Regions from separate parts of the Mus musculus genome. Here region 1 is linked to region 2. The links are chromatin contacts, called in public HiChIP or PLAC-seq maps. All regions are on one chromosome and are shown on one strand. Each heading gives the region's core, a stretch centred on a gene start, on an enhancer-like site or on the middle of the called end of the contact. The rest is flanking DNA. Distances are from core to core; before and after follow the strand shown. Region 1 has its middle 35 kb from the start of Gm51684. Region 2 has its middle 61 kb from the start of Mir3109.

Region 1 (2,700 bases), core at 55-2,554, 330 kb before region 2:
AAGCCGCTTGGGTTTTCAAATTCAGTGTGCACATCTCTGTGTCTCTGGAAGTGAAGCCGGAATGGAAGAGTGTGCAATAGAATAGAGAGAGGGGAAGAGGAGGGGGGATAGAAAGGAGAGGAGGAGGGAGGGGGAAAGGAAGGAAAGAGGGGTGTGAGGAAAGAGAGAGAAAGGAGAGAGGGGATGGGGATATGAAAAATGAGGGAGAGACAGAACGAATGGGAGGGAGAAGGAGGGGAGGATGAAGAAATGGAAGGCAGAACAGAAACAACAGCAGGGAGTTGGAAGAAGAAAGAGATTTCTGAAAGTAAAGGGAAAGGTTGCTGATGCCAAATGGTGCCGACCCCAAAGAGGTAAAGGTGGGGTGTGTGGAAGGGCGGGGGGTGGAAAAGGATGAAGAAGAGCCAAGGAATGGGAGATAGAAGGGAGGAGGTGGGAATCTGGTTTGGTGGGGATACTAGCTGTACTTAAATTTGGGCTCTGTTTTCTGTATGCCTTCTTTTTCTCATCTTGGCCTCAGTTTCCTCACCTGTACAGTGTGTATAAGAAAACCCACCCTGCCGGGTTTCCAGAGACTGAGATGAAAGGTGTACGAAGGGTGGGTTCCCAAGTGTCCACTGTGGCAGTGTGGACAGGGTGCCCAGTGTGAGGGTGGTTTACACATCCTTTTGAAAGAACACTGTGTCCTGAAGGTGGACCCTCCATCTTCCACCCTCCACCCACCCTAGATGAAGACAAGGCCCTGCCGGGACACCCCAGTCCTTCCCTCCCTTTAGCAGGACAGCGAAGCCAGGCTTCCTGTCGCTCATTGCAGGGGCGACCACCAATGAACTTTCCACAAAGACAGTTTCCTCCCCGCCGCTCTCAATCCATAACCTTTACTGGTCTCCGTAGAGTCATTAGGACCATTAGGCTGTGGACTCAGCTCCGCTCTCACTCTAAAGTTAATACAGCCGAGACTTTTTTTTTACTCCCCTATTGGGAAGGAACATGTGCAATTTCAGTGATTTCTTAGATCATTCCATAAGTAAATCAAATATTCTTTCAAGCCCAGTTATCAAAATTGTGTCCTTTGATACCACGTCTTCCGTCAAACTGCAGTAATCCAGTTCACAACATTTTAAACCCCGGCTAGCTCCTAATATCATCCCTACTAGATAGAGTAATTAAATTTGTACTTTTTTTTTTTACAAGTCGTACTCAATAAATCTGAATAAATTAACAACGCATTACTAAGACTGCTACATTAAATTTGCATACTGCATTTAATGAATATGCAACTGCCAGCGAAAAGGTCTGCTACTGGAACCTTCTACATTAGCATAAGTACTTGCAGCATGCTTCTTAAATAATGCGCTCATTTGCACATCACTGGCTTGGCTAATTCTAACTTCAGTCGGGGTAGCCTTGTAATTAAGACTCTCGCTTTAATTTTTAATGAAGTTTGTGTTACATCAATCCTGACAGTAATGAGGGGGACATGGAAACAAAAAGCCTGCTAATAATTAAATTCACAAACCAGTTTGAGGGATAATAATTCCTGAGGAGAAATTACATGACTAATTATTAATTAAATATTCATACTATTGCACAGCTTTCTCACTTAACGGCTCTTCTTGTTGGTAATAATGTGGAGCCGTGGATGTCTTTTTTGCCAACCATTCCGAGTTTAAGGTCTCTGGTTCATTTGAGTGTGCTATGAATCAATATGACACAAAAAAATAAAATTGTTTTAATTGGTAGCATTTTATTGTGTCTAAATATTACTACAGTTGGTTTAGTTTGTGGCGAGTTAATCTAGTTAGTCAGCTCCTGTTTTATGAAAACATAAATCTGGTTTATATCCATAAACACCTAATGGCGGGACAACTTGACCTTTTTTTTTATATAACATTACTGTTTACAGATAATTACACCAACCCTTTAAAAGGTTATTTAATAGCTATGCATTCATCACAGTAAAATGAAAAAAAAACCATGCAATGTTATTTAACTCCAGCTTGTTCTAAGGAGGGCTTGGAGGCCCTCATTTATTTATCCCCACTGGAAAATAAGCAATATTAATGTGTGGGTTTGTTTTTTTCAGAAATGTTATGGGCATCTCCTCAGAATGTGGACAAGCAGTGCGTCGAGGTCAAGTCTCTCAGCGTCTTTTGTGATGAAGATGGAGGTCTCCTGGGCAAGGAAGCAAGCTTCTCCATTGGTAACGCTCCCACGTGACAGCAGAATGGAGCCAAACCCTTACCATCTCAGGGCGGCCCTCTCCCCACAAACCCCAGTAAACAAACATTACAACACCAGAGAAATTACCATGATGAGGCCTAATTGGTTGCAATATTTATTGTAGACACTCTGTTTTCTCTCCTTCCATGTTCTGAGTGGTGTTTAGAACCTGCATTCTAGCCAGGCAGTCCCATCTGGAGGCCAGCTCAGCACAAGTGAAAAGATATCTCCAGGATTTAAACCAGACATCATAGCGTTTGTGTCTAGCCCTGACACACTCAGGACAAGACATTTTATGAAGACCACATTGCCCATTATGAAGTTAAAGCAACCCAGAAAAGGGACTTTGTACTCCTGCAACTTACAGCCTGCACGAGGCTTTGGAAAGCTCAACCAGGACAAACACTCAAAACTTCTCAAAATTCCAACTGCTTGGCTCATCAGAGTGAACGTGGCTGTAAAGCACAGGGCCAGAAC
Region 2 (2,700 bases), core at 136-2,635:
GGTGGACTTGCTAGGGACTAGCCTCTTGTGCATGGTCCCCCCAAATCTACCACTATTGACACAAACTTAGAAAAATAAATAAATTGGAACTCCTAAAAATAGCTCTGGAGTGTTTTGGATATTTAAGACAAGATGCACAAAGGCATCAAGGTTTGTAAAATCACCTATAGTTTCTGACCTGGCAACGCCAACCTGCTTTTGTGTGTGTTCTTTGGCCTAGTAAGCAACTGAACACACTCCTTCCTTTTTGTACATTTTAGAGTCTTGCCATATAGCTCTGACCAGCTGATGGTCACTATTAGCCCATGCTGACCTCATTACCTTCCTGCCTGGGTCCCACAAGTGGTAGGGTTTCACACCCAGCTTTAAGATGCATTTTTTGGCAGGAAGTGGGAAAAAGGAAGAGGAAGAAAGGGGGAAGGGGAAACTTCAGATGGAAGGGGACAGCAGGACAGTGGAGTGGGACATGGGAAAGAAGTGATCCATTCCTGGTACCTCGAGGGTGTCGGTGACTCCCTAAAGATGAGGGGGTCCTGGTGGGCTGGCTTTCCCTGGAGGAGAAGAACGTAAACCTGGTTCTACGTCAGCAAGCTCTGGATGCAGATGGAGGACTCGGCTGCTACTCATAGCCCTGTCCCTCCCGAGCTCTTTGCTGAGAAGCAAAACCATGAAGGACAAGGGGGACTTTACAGCAAAGGAGGGGATCCCCAAAATCTCTTAGCTCAACCTCTTTCCAACCCCCCACCCCATCCCCAGAGGTTGCCTCTGCACTGGGAAATGCAATACGCTGGTCTGAACGACTTCCCCCTTTGCTGAGCAGTTCTTCTGGAAGGATTCTCAAACAACCGCAAAAGACTCGAAAATCCAACGCAAGCAAGAATCCACTCCAAGCAGTTTGTCCAAGTTCCTGGCAGGAGGCAGGTGTTCCCTTCCACGTAAACAACGACGACGATTTGTTTTACGTGGATGGGCCCTCCTGAATAATGGTTTCGTCATTAAACATCTGGCTTCTTCTTAGCAGATTAGGCCTCCAATGAGGAAAGTGTGTTTATGATTCTAATTTGAAACATGGCACATTAATATGCTGATTCTCATCGTGTTTGCCTTAACCTGTTTGGAGAAAATTATGACTACAAATATCTTGTACACAACACCTCTAACTACCAGCTTGTACAAACAACACGAGAGCCGGAGCCACCTCATCTAGACGACTGGAAGCACTTCAGAGGCGCTCCTGATTAGCGTGTTGGCCGGAAGCCATATTTTACACATCAACTCAGCATCTGTGCCCGAGATGCCTTCCCATCGTAACAGACCCATCTCTGCTGTTCCTAATAAGCGCATGCGAAGGAGCCAGATGGTCTTCCGGTAACAATTCTGCCTTTTCCTGAGCTAGGCACACGGGAGGGAGGGGAGCCTGAGCCGGCTGCAAGTCAGATTTCCTCAGGCTCCAGATTCCTGCAATGTGGTGTGTAAACAGCCAACCCACGGATGGAAATGAGGGTGCTATTCATTATTCATGCCTGGCACCTTGCCATCTCCTGCTCCCTTGAGCACTGCCTGCCTGTGGGGGCAAGGAGAGCGTCAGAAGTAGGAAGAAGGCCCATCCGGGCCCAGAGATTCTGCAGGCTCAGCACTTTTGATCTCCGAGGAAGAGCTTGCTCACTTCTGGTCTAGTAGTGTTACTGGGAAACTGGGGGTCCCTTTTGTAGGGTTCTCAGTCTCCTTAATAAAATAATTTAAAATGGACGCAGACGGAAGCTCAAGGAACGTTGTGTTCGAATTTGAGAGAAAAACAACATGGCCAGCAAGCTGAAAAATCTATCTGGAGGAGCTGTCTGGAAGGTAGATGGAGATAAGGGAGAACCGTGTCTTTAGAGTTAGGGTCCGAGAAAGCAAGGATGGTCAAAGCAAGAAAGCTCAGCAGTGGTGGTCAGCCAGCAGCTGCGCTGGGGTCTGGAGGATGGAAGCAGGTTTGCTTCAGAGAAAGAGCAAGAAAGCCCAGAGGATTCGAGAAAGCATCCTTGGAATTTTAGCTGCTCTTTTAAAAAAGAGACTTAGGCTAGATGTGATGGCACACCCCTTTAACCTTAGCACTTGGGAGGCAGAGGCAGGAGGATCTCTGGGAGTTCCAGGACAGCTTGATCTCCAAGTGAGCCCCAAGCCAGCCAGTGAGACACTATCTCAAAGTAAAACAACACAACGAGGCTCCTGAGTTGGAGATACGCTTGCCATAGACACCCACTTGCACACGAATACATTATTTCCTACTGTGAGAACATTCCACTTACACTAAATAGCTCATCTAGCCCTCCCCCCCAAAAAGAATTTGTCTTTGGAGCTAGAGAGGAAAAGAGGGAGGGAGGGATGGAAACAAGAAGAGGGACAGAGGCAGAGGCAGAGAGACAGACAGAGCTCAATCAATTTGTCATGCAAGGGTAAGGACCTGAGTTTGATTCCAGAACCCATAGTGGCATAGTGGCATATGCTTGCAATCCCAGCACTGAGACTCTCTGGGGCCTGCATGCTAACCAGTTTAGCTTTCTTAGCAAGTTCTAGGCCAGTGGGAAACTCTGCCTCAAAGTAAGATGATTCTGGGAATGTAGAAACCCTGGCTTTGTTCCTTGTTGTCACAGTAACAAGAATAACTCAGGCATGATAGTGCAGGCCTGTAATCCCTGCAGTATGGATGTGAGGGCA

What was found. HiChIP or PLAC-seq counts read pairs in DNA pulled down with a chosen protein or histone mark.
Region 1: a contact with region 2 is called in an H3K4me3 HiChIP or PLAC-seq map of embryonic basal ganglia, with 2.7 times the contacts expected there. The contact joins two enhancer-like sites. A contact is called at or near these places in 2 of 15 datasets of contacts at CTCF or cohesin (embryonic stem cells and stem cell-derived epiblast-like cells) and 2 of 115 datasets of contacts at active chromatin or transcription factors (embryonic basal ganglia and stem cell-derived neural progenitor cells).

Annotation. Positions count from the first base shown.
Region 1 is chr9:69,843,590-69,846,289 of GRCm38.p6, reverse strand. No RefSeq gene overlaps it. Among named protein-coding and RNA genes, the nearest start is that of Gm51684, 35 kb to the right of the region's middle. Within about 2 kb of position 1,304, at least 6 of the 459 cell types and tissues checked have an H3K27ac peak or open chromatin away from gene starts, as enhancers often do. A contact at or near this core is called in embryonic basal ganglia, where this site is marked.
Region 2 is chr9:69,516,521-69,519,220 of GRCm38.p6, reverse strand. No RefSeq gene overlaps it. Among named protein-coding and RNA genes, the nearest start is that of Mir3109, 61 kb to the right of the region's middle. Within about 2 kb of position 1,385, at least 34 of the 459 cell types and tissues checked have an H3K27ac peak or open chromatin away from gene starts, as enhancers often do. A contact at or near this core is called in embryonic basal ganglia, where this site is marked.